Regions from separate parts of the Mus musculus genome. Here regions 1 and 2 are each linked to region 3. Evidence: chromatin contacts called from public ChIA-PET and promoter capture Hi-C data. All regions are on one chromosome and are shown on one strand. Each heading gives the region's core, a stretch centred on a gene start, on an enhancer-like site or on the middle of the called end of the contact. The rest is flanking DNA. Distances are from core to core; before and after follow the strand shown. Region 1 has its middle 21 kb from the start of Mtf2. Region 2 overlaps Dipk1a (divergent protein kinase domain 1A). Region 3 holds the start of Dgkq (diacylglycerol kinase, theta).

What was found. Promoter capture Hi-C pulls out the DNA fragments that hold promoters and counts their contacts. ChIA-PET counts read pairs in DNA pulled down with a chosen protein or histone mark.
Region 1: a contact with region 3 is called in a promoter capture Hi-C map of embryonic stem cells, with 2.9 times the contacts expected there. The contact joins the enhancer-like site here to the promoter of Dgkq in region 3. A contact is called at or near these places in 14 of 39 promoter capture datasets (the 3T3-L1 cell line, the C10 cell line, the HPC-7 cell line and 10 more), 3 of 15 datasets of contacts at CTCF or cohesin (embryonic stem cells, large pre-B cells and pro-B cells), 24 of 484 Hi-C or Micro-C datasets (B cells, the Ba/F3 cell line, the G1E-ER4 cell line and 14 more), 7 of 115 datasets of contacts at active chromatin or transcription factors (T-cell acute lymphoblastic leukemia, astrocytes, cardiomyocytes and 2 more) and 3 of 9 other capture datasets (adipose tissue, embryonic stem cells and liver).
Region 2: an RNA polymerase II ChIA-PET map of memory CD8 T cells shows a contact between it and region 3, with 12 read pairs. The contact joins the enhancer-like site here to the promoter of Dgkq in region 3. A contact is called at or near these places in 14 of 39 promoter capture datasets (the 3T3-L1 cell line, 3T3-L1-derived adipocytes, the C10 cell line and 9 more), 15 of 484 Hi-C or Micro-C datasets (the Ba/F3 cell line, the G1E-ER4 cell line, the N1E-115 cell line and 9 more), 2 of 115 datasets of contacts at active chromatin or transcription factors (astrocytes and memory CD8 T cells) and 2 of 9 other capture datasets (adipose tissue and embryonic stem cells).

What each region holds. Positions count from the first base shown.
Region 1 is chr5:108,043,359-108,046,368 of GRCm38.p6, forward strand. No RefSeq gene overlaps it. Among named protein-coding and RNA genes, the nearest start is that of Mtf2, 21 kb to the right of the region's middle. Within about 2 kb of position 1,288, at least 20 of the 459 cell types and tissues checked have an H3K27ac peak or open chromatin away from gene starts, as enhancers often do. A contact at or near this core is called in the P5424 cell line, T-cell acute lymphoblastic leukemia and embryonic stem cells, where this site is marked.
Region 2 is chr5:107,925,139-107,928,398 of GRCm38.p6, forward strand. The region is part of intron 1 of Dipk1a (divergent protein kinase domain 1A); the gene reads right to left. Among named protein-coding and RNA genes, the nearest start is that of Gm26387, 19 kb to the left of the region's middle. Within about 2 kb of position 1,598, at least 78 of the 459 cell types and tissues checked have an H3K27ac peak or open chromatin away from gene starts, as enhancers often do. A contact at or near this core is called in the HPC-7 cell line, memory CD8 T cells and pre-B cells, where this site is marked.
Region 3 is chr5:108,658,946-108,662,260 of GRCm38.p6, forward strand. Dgkq (diacylglycerol kinase, theta) reads right to left here and starts at 1,885. Exons shown (of 23, transcript NM_199011.2): 1 at 1,498-1,885. The coding sequence starts at 1,750. It overlaps Idua (iduronidase, alpha-L), which reads left to right and starts at 1,386. Exons shown (of 15, transcript NM_008325.4): 1 at 1,386-1,553.

The DNA.
Region 1 (3,010 bases), core at 38-2,537, 620 kb before region 3:
TTTTTAAATCCAGTTCCAGGGGAATCTGTCATCCTTAGGCACTGCACAAGCCTGGTTCACAGATGCACAAACATATGTACAGGTAAAATACCCATACATATAAAATAAAACTGAAGGGAAAAGTTAAATTTAAAATAACATGAATACACATGATAAAATAACTTAAAAACATGGTACTGTAGCTCTAGCTTATCTGATAGAGTGCTGATTCTAATGAGCACAAAACCGTAGCACCACTTGAAACCATGAATGGTGCCACATGCCTGTATTTCTATAACTTGGGAGGTGGAGACAGGAAGTTCTGGGCTATTGTAAGTAGTTCCAGGTAGTCTGGGCTACTGTAAGACTCGGTGAAGAAGGAGGCGGGGGTGGAGGAGGAGGGAGAAGAGGAGGAGAAGGGAGAGGAGGAGGAGGGGGAGGGGGAAGGGGAGGGGAGGGGGAGGAGGAGGAGGAGGAGGAGGAGGAGGAGGAGGAGGAGGAGGAGGAGAAGGAGAATAAAAACACTTTTAGCTTTTAATTCCAGCACTTGAAAAGCAGAGGCAAGCAGTTCTCTGAATTCAAGGCCAGCCTGGTCTACAGAGTGAGCTCTAGGATAGCCAGGGCTACACAGAAGAACCCTGTCTGGGATGGGGGGTGGGAGGGGGAATTATTCACTCTTAATTTCATAGTACCAACTGTTGTCCAACATCTGGCTTTCTGGTGGCTACACCTGGGGCATCATCAAACTGAAGTGGGGGGAGGGAGAGTAAAAGTATCCAAAGGTATCGGATTCCAGCAGAGAGGTGAAGCTTGGGTGTTAACCACAAATTGTCAAGTTTGATCAAAGGACTTACCCTGAAAAGGAGAAGCCACAGATCTTGGCTGGGAAAGAGGAATGGATGGGAGAACACAAAATAGAGACAGGAGTTGGGAAAGCAGGTTGAGAGCAACCCAGAGCACCTTGTCTAGGTGGGATAATTCCAACCCAGGGCACTACAAACATCCTGTTCCAGTGGCTGAAATTCTCTCATAAAAGGCCAAATGGTAAAGCGTTTCAAAGCCTGCATTTTGGAGCCAGGAAACCTCAGTGCTCAGACAACCATAATTACTGACGTGTGATCATGAACCATAAACTTCAGTTTATCACAAACTGATGGTTTCTCAGAGAAAAGTAAAGGTGTGACTGTGTGACACTGACAGACTGTAGAGCTCTTAGCGCAGTGGTTGGCAGCAGTGAGTGTCAGCCAGGGAGCTAGAGAAAAGGCTCAGCTGGGAAAGGCGGTGGCTGACCACCAAGACTGCTGACCTGAATTACTGACCCTGGGACCCACGTGGTAGAATGAGAGACCCCACCCCTCGGGTTGTCCACATGTGCACTGTAGCATGTTTGAGCCTTCTCCCCACTGATTACACTAATGTTAAAAATGTTAGCTAATATTATTAGCCTTGGTCAGAAGCTTTCTAATTTGGCTCTGGGATGTTCCAGAGACATGTACAAACACGTTTATTCACACTTTATTCACATCCCATTTTTTTTAAACCGTAACCCTATCCACTTTTTTTCTGTCATTTTCTTTCTTCTCAACATTTTTATTTACTTATTTGTGTGTGTGGGGGGGCACTTTTTCTGATGTTTTCTTTACTTTGTTTTCTTTCTTTCTTTCCTTCCTTCCTCCCTTCCTTCCTTCCTTATTTTTCCATACAGGGTCTCATGTACCCTAGACTGACCTGGAGCTCACAAAGTGGCTGAGGATAACCTTGTAATTCTGCTCTTTCTGCCTCTGCCTCCGCCTCCCAAGTGCTAGGATTACAGGAGTAACTATATGCTCAGCTAGGCTTAATTCTTACTCATTAAGAATCTTATACGTGAGTCAGGCGGTGGTGGCGCACGCCTTTAATCCCAGCACTCGGGAGGCAGAGGCAGGCAGATTTCTGAGTTTGAGACCAGCCTGGTCTACAAAGTGAGCTCCAGGACAGCCAGGGTTACACAGAGAAACCCTGTCTCGAAAAACAAAACAAAACAAGACAAGACAAAACAAAACAAAACAAAACAAAACAAAACAAAACAAAACAAAACAAAACAAAAGAATCTTATACATAAGATGTCTTCCACCTTGTTGAGGCCAAGTACCCCATCTTAGAAATAAATATCTCACCGGGGCTAATAAAATAGCTCAAGAGAGTGAAGGTGCTTCAGCTAGCCTGGCAACTCGAGTTTGATTCTTGAGACCCAAATGGCGAAATGAAAGAACCTGTTCATAACAACAGCCACACATATACATAGACCCACAAATAATTACATACTTGAGATTTTTTAAATATTTAAAAGAATTAGAATTAGGTTAGAATTAATAATATTTGTGGGGAAGCTGTTCTGAGAATTCATACAAATCAAATAAAGGAAATGGCAAAGTAGGTGTAGGAAAACATACAACATGATCCCTAGGAAGTTTATTCTAGAGATACATTTAAAATATTTATTTCAGACATTAAAAAAAATCAGCTATGCTGGCTACTCCATCCATTTCAAAGGTTAAGTCACTCATCTCTGAGTGAATGGTCCCAGTATAGAAGATCCCAGGTGGGCTGACTGCTCTGGGCTTGAACAATGTGGTAAAAGTTGGTCTGAGATCATATTTCCCTTGCTCCCACCCCTTTTGTAATCACTAGTGTATCAACCATCTGCACAGGGATAAAATTTACACTTGTACCCAGTGGCTATCAAAAGATTAGGCTGTTCTCAGAGAAGGACTTATGACACAGAAAGACAATAAAAGTTTATTTTATAATCACAAAAGAGAAAGGGTCTAAAAAATAAAAAGCAGGGCTTGCAAGATGGCTCAGCAGGTAAGAGTACTTGCTGCCAAATTTGCCGATCTGCAAGTGCCATAAAAACAAGAAACCAATCAACCAGTAACAAACAATGATATTTCTATCAATTACTTTTGTTATTACTGTAATGATAAACTTGACAAGCAATTTAGAGTGGGGAGGTTTATTTCAGCTGGGAAAACATGGCGGTAGGAGACAA
Region 2 (3,260 bases), core at 348-2,847, 730 kb before region 3:
GCCAGCCTGGTCTACAGAGCAAGTTCTTTTTTTTTTTTTTTCCCGAGACAGGGTTTCTCTGTGTAGCCCTGCCTGTCCTGGAACTCACTCTGTAGACCAGGCCTGCCTCAAACTCAGAAATTCGCCTGTCTCTGCCTCCCAAGTGTTGGGATTAAAGGCATGTGCCACCATGCCCGGCTCAGAGCAAGTTCTTAACACTAACCCTGAGTCCCAAATAGCCAGTACTACATAGGAAAACCCTGCCTGATCTGGTGTGTGTGTGTGTGTATGTGTGTGTGTGTGTACACAAGTCTGTAAAAATAAGATTTATCCAGGTATGTTGGTAGAAACCTGTATTCCAGCACTTGGGAGGTAGAGGTAGGAGAATCAGAGGTTCAAGGTCATTGTTAGTTATACTGAGTTGCCAGACAAGGCTATATAAGATCCTGTCTCAAAGAAGAAAAGCAAAGCAAAACAACAACAAAAAGAAAAACAAAAAGAAAGAAAAGCAAAAATTATTCCTTGCACGCCAATGGGCAAAGCTACACAACAGGCTCCCCTTTGCAATGTTTTGTGTGCGCTGCTCTGATATCTGATCTCAGCTGTTGATGCCTTTCTACATCAGCCATAGATCAAGCCATTCAATATTCAAACGTGGCGGTTGGTCAACACAGCCTGATAGTTACTTTTTGGATCTAGAGTTCCAGTGGTTCGATTTAATAAACAGTAGAACTGAGGTCTACAGATAGAACTGAGCAGAATAAATTAAGGATGCACACACACAATGAAAAGCTAGTTTTGCTTTTATATTCCCAAGCCAGTTTCTCACACTTGGAAACAGTAGAATACTGTGAGCAGGATGAGCTTGCAGAGAAAGCAGAAAGAGACTAAAGAGCCATGGTGCACGAGCAGGAGACAGCAAGCTCAAAGGGAAAACACACCCAACTCAGCAAGCACAAAGGGAAATGGTTCTATCTGCAGTTCAGACATCTGTCCTCAAGGGGTTTCACAGATGGTGAATCCCAGTACAAATAATTCAGGCCTTTGAGGGGTTTGTTTGTTTGTTTGTTTGTTTGTTTGTTTTTGTTTTTTGTTTTTTGTTTTGTTTTGTTTTTTCGAGACAGGATTTCTCTGTATAGCCCTGGCTGTCTTGGAACTTACTCTGTAGACCAGGCTGGCCTTGAACTCAGAAATCCGCCTGTCTCTGCCTCCCAAGTGCTGGGATGAAAGGCGGGCACCACCATGCCCGGCTGAGTCCTTTGAGTTTTATTACTAATTGTAAAAGCACTTTTAATGCAAAACATTTTTATATAGCACTAAGTGAATTCACACACACACACACACACACACACACACACACACACACACCACAAAATTAAATCACATGCAACACAATGGACCCAAGAGGCCTGTCTAAAAATCATTTGAGATTACTGGACCTAAGAAGTGTGATCATCAGCTATAAACTGACACGTGCTAGCATTCTGAGCCTCCACTAAGATTAAAGCCTGCAAAGCATGCTGTGCACCAAGCAGACACACACACACACAAAGTCCCCGTGCAAGAAGAGATCAACAATGCTGCCATTGGCTACAGCCGAAAAGGAAGGAAGCTCTGGATCGGATCAAACCTCTAGCTGCAACCACCCGTTCACAGGAAATGGTGGAGACAGCCGGTAGCACTGGCAACCTTGAAGCAAAGGACAGTTTGTGGCAAACTCCAGACTGTGGGAAACATGCAATACAAAGAGACCATTTCTTCAACAATTAAGTCACAAGGGTTAAGTCTAGACAAGGAGAAACTTAAGATTGGAAAATATTTATGAAACACAAGACAAAACCAACGAACAACAAGGAAACCAAAATGTATGCTAACACAGAGTGGGAAGCTATCAGTGCCCCAACCCGGAGGTAGAACTATAGGCAACTAAGCAACGATGAGCAGGGTAGACAGCCTTCTCAGAGTCACATCAAAGGGTTACCCAACACCACACAGTCAACCCTGAAATCAGTTACATAAATGAACCTTATACGGACTGAGCAGGTAGGTTGTAGTTGTATATTTAGGAATATATTATATATGTATGTACAATTTAAGAAAAAGAAGCCATGAATTCGAGGTGTGTGAGTGTGGTCTGGAGAAAGGAAAGGGAAGAAGAAAATGGTATCATTTTAATTTCAAGAAAAACTAAGAAAATGAAGTTTGAAAGTTTGGAAGTCAGCACTTGGGGCACAGAGGCTGACCTTCTTGAGCTCTAGACCAGTCAGGGCTACAAAGTGAGACCATCTCAAAACAAAACAGAATGAAACAAAGGGAAAATGGTATTGGTGACACAAGTCAAAAGTTTTTTTTTTCTGTGTGTGTATGTGTGTGTGGAGAGGTGTGTATTCAAGTGCCACAGGACAAGTGTGGTGGACAATTTGTGGGAATTAATTCTGTACAACCAACATGTGGCACCAGAGGTTGAATTCAGGTCCCCAGTTTGACGGTGCTAAGTCATCACATCCACACGCCTCTCTCCTCTCTCCTCTCTGTCTCTCCCATCTCTCTCCTCTCTTCTCCCTCCCTCCCTCCCTCCCTCCCTCCCTCCCTCCCTCCCTCCCTCCCTCCCTCCCTCCCTCCTTCCTTCCATCAGGTCCTTCCTCCATTCTAATTTTTTGAGTGCTGGGGACCAGACCCAAGGTTCTGTGCAAGCACGTGTCCCCGGAACTAATCCCTAAGCCTCACAAAGTACCACTAATACTTGGGAGACAATTGATAATTTGAAGTGCTGAGGATCACGCAGGAGGAATAATAAATGGTTTTAGAACTCATGGAAAGAATTTGGCTCACCGGTTAGCACAGCCAGGACGGTGTCTCTCAGTTGAGGCATGGTTCTGAGGACATCATGTTGTTGTGCAGTTCTGCTCTGCTTGCTGCCCTCACATCCCTCTTAATCTAAGAATTATGTGAAAACTCTAGGGGGCTTCCAGCCCCTCACTGGGCAGTATCTCTGGCACTCACAGTACTAATCCTTGATCTCTCTCAGGCATTGCTGCTGGAGCAGATTATTATCATTGCACTAGAGAAGAACTTAGAGACCTATTGTGAGCAATGACCACCAGCCTTAAAAAACTTTTGGAAAAAGAATGTTAGTGAAGCTGGGCTGAGATGCTTTTACTACTGGCTTTGATGTAGAACATCTTGGGGAACAATTTGAAGTTCAGAAAGGAACTCTGTTATTAGTTACGCGAGGAGCTTTTACGTTCAGGGACAAGAACAATGGCAGCACTAGCTCACGT
Region 3 (3,315 bases), core at 635-3,134:
AAGGATGCTAGGAGAAAAGCGGATGACTAAGTAATGACCTAACAGGAATCTTCCCAGGCTCTCAATTTTCTCCACCTCAAAAGGTCTTGCCAGCTGCCTTCCCTGTAGGCTGAGACCGTCTTATGTTCCTGCAGGTGGAAGGCTCCTGCCCATACCCTTGTGAGGACAGCTACAACAACGCTGCTTAGAAGGGGCTCTGCACCCTCTTCTGGGTAACAGAACCTTGGGCTGCTATACATGAGGAGTTTGCTTAGGTTTCCTGATTCCACAGACCTAGGCTCAGGGGTCAAATCTGTGAGGGGTTCCTTGGATTCAAATCCTACTTTCATTATCTCTCAGTTCTGCAGAGATCCTAGGTCTAGCCTCCTATCTGTGGGTTTGCCTCCACTACCTTTACCTTCCCAGAATAGACTTAGACTTCAAACTATGCCTTCTATGACTTTCAGCCATAAAGTGAGTCAGAGGACCATCCTGCCTAGGCCACCTTTGTACGGCCTGGGGCATAGCTTCAGATATGCAGCTAAGTCAGTGTATACCTCACAGCCTCCATCTCAGTGGGACTCTGATATTTTAAGAGGGCAGATAGGACAGAGAAAAACAGGTGACCACTCCTATGTCACTACTAGCCCTGAGATCCCATGACAACCTTGCCATCCTCACTAGCAGAAGACACGCCTCTGTGAGGAGCTATGGCCTCAGTGATCCTGCCCAGAGCACACTAGTGTTCCCCAAATAGGGCAGGTTCATTGCTCCCACCTTCGGACCCTGGTCAGGTGACACTGTCAAAGGCCCAGATGTCCCCCACAGATTTGGGTCTCAGCTTCTTGTGAAGCTGCCTCTTCACAAGAGTAAGAATAAAAAGAGGGGCAGTCATGGAATTACCTGGAGAGCTGAGAAAGAGGTGCCATCCTCTGTCCTGCCCAGCCGGCTTGGCAGCTGGGTGGGAGCTGTGCTGGGACATGCCACAACTGTAAAGAAGGCTGGGCCTAGCTCTCCAAGCAGTTGAGCCTGAACAGAGCAGCATTAAATCCCTCTGTGCATCAGCATGCACTCGGGACAAGAATGCCCAGGACCCACAGCCAGCCACTCCTGCTGCCCCAGTCACTGACACGGGTCACTAGTGGGAGCCCCATTGCCCCAAGTCTCAGTCTTACCTTCATATCTCTATGCCCAGGCCCAACAACTGCCTCAGCACACACCTTGCCTCTTACAGCGCCTTTGCATTACAACAACAGCACTGCACTATGGCGACTCGGTCTCCACCTCCCACTAGGAAATCCTGAGATCTCAGGTCAAGAGAGGCCAGACCCAGGGTACCCCTCCTTCCTGACCTTAAAAGCAGGGTGTCACCTCCATAGGAAAGTCCTACTCAAACCAGAGTCTGTCTCTGTGCCCACCCACTGCCAAGAGGGACAGGTCTCAAAGGTCAGGGCAGTGTCCCGGGAAGGAGGGCATCGGCTCCTGGGAGCGGCCTTAGGACGCGGGGTGGACTCTCACCATCGCACAGGAAGCCAGCCAGTCCCCAGATGAAGTCCGAGCAGAGGTGGCAGAAGGTAGGCTTGGTGAGTGTCACCTTGCGAAAGCTGTGGCCAGGTGCTGCGGAGCCAATAGCTCTGCTAGTCCGCTCCGGCCCTGACCCCGGGCGTGTGCGGCCCGAGATGCCCAGCACTGGACTGCCGGCCGGGCTGCCAAGACGTGGGGAACCACTGCCCGGCCAGGTCCGGGCACCGGGCTCGGCTGCCGCCGCCATCCACAACCCGAGCGCCCCAGCTCCAAGCGCACGATAAAGCCAGGTCCGCGGTGTAGAGAGGGCCCTCGGCAGAGCCCGCTCCCGGCTTCCGACTGCGCTACCTAACGCGCAGGCTCACGTGGGCGGGGCCAGACTGGAGAGGGCCTCCTGAGGGGCGGTGCCGTCCTGCCAAAGGCGGGGCCTCTGGACTAGACAGAGGGGCATGGTGGCCCAAGAGGATTTGTTCTGACCTCCAGCGCCAGATTCTCCACACAGGATACTAGATATATGAGGCCTTTGCTCGTATAAGCATAGGAGAAGCTATATGGAAACATTCAGTGGGACTTCCACAAGCTCCTTTAACCCCTAATTCTACGCGCGCGCGCGCGCGCGCACACACACACACACACACACCCTCACACACACCATGGCAAAACTTTCTCCCACTGTGTTCCCAGGTCTTTGAGTACCTGCATGCAAGGGAAGGCCATCCACAGTAACCATAGCTTTGTGTTGTCCAGACAATGCCTATGACTTTGGACCTAGGAGTCATTCTGCCTCTATTGTCAGCAGCCCTCAAGGGCCCTGCTTCTATAGGCCGACTCTGTTTTGGAGTTGGGGAAACACTACTGGAATGGTGATCCAAAAAGTTCCTGGCCTCTAGCCTATTCCCAGTAGCCACAGAGTGCATCAAGGGAAGGAAACAGCGACGAGAGAGCTCTGTGTGTATGAGGACATCCTGGTCTATCTAGTGAGTTCTAGGATAACTGAGGCTATGTAGAGAGGCTCTGTCTTTTAAAAAAATATATATTTATTTTATTTTATCAGTATGATTGATTTGCTTACATTTTGTCTGTGCCTGGTGTCAGAGGAGGTCAGAATAGAAAACTGGATTTCCTGGAACTGGAGTTACAGATGTTTTTGAGCTGCCATGAAGGTACTAGAAATAGATCTAGGGTCTTCTACAAAAAAACAAATGCTCTTAATCTCTGAGCCATCTCTTCAGTTTCCTTAGTAGTCTTCTTAACAAGTCCTGGAAGTTTCTAGTACAATCTAAACTAGGTCTAGAATGTTTTTTGTCTCTGAGACTTACTGTCAAATAAGCTCACCCTTTCTTATGCTTCATGAACTCTTGCTGGCTGCTCAACTCTGCTGATCTGGCTCAAATTCCTCTCCAAGCTGACTGATTCAGTATGGCTTCTCTCTCGGCCTCTGACTTTTTGCCCTGCTTGACCTCAAACTAACTCCAGCAATCTATTCTACTCTTCTAACTCCTTCTCATTCTCTGGCTCATTCTGTCTTTACCTATGCCTAAATTGTTCTCTCTGTAAAACTCTCCCAGTAAAATTGTTTGCTTGCTTGCTTGCTCTTCCCCTCTTCCTCTCTTCCTCTCCCCTCTCTCCTGCTCTCTCTTAAATAGCTTTCCTTTCCTCTCTCTTCTTGTGAGATGTGGGCAGTCCTATTCTGTCAAATCATTCTCTGATTTACCACTTTGCCATTTAATCAGACATCATTTTCAAACATGGGTGCTTCCTTCTATAAACTAACTTTACCTTCATTGTTTGGAATTAAAGATGTGTGCTAAG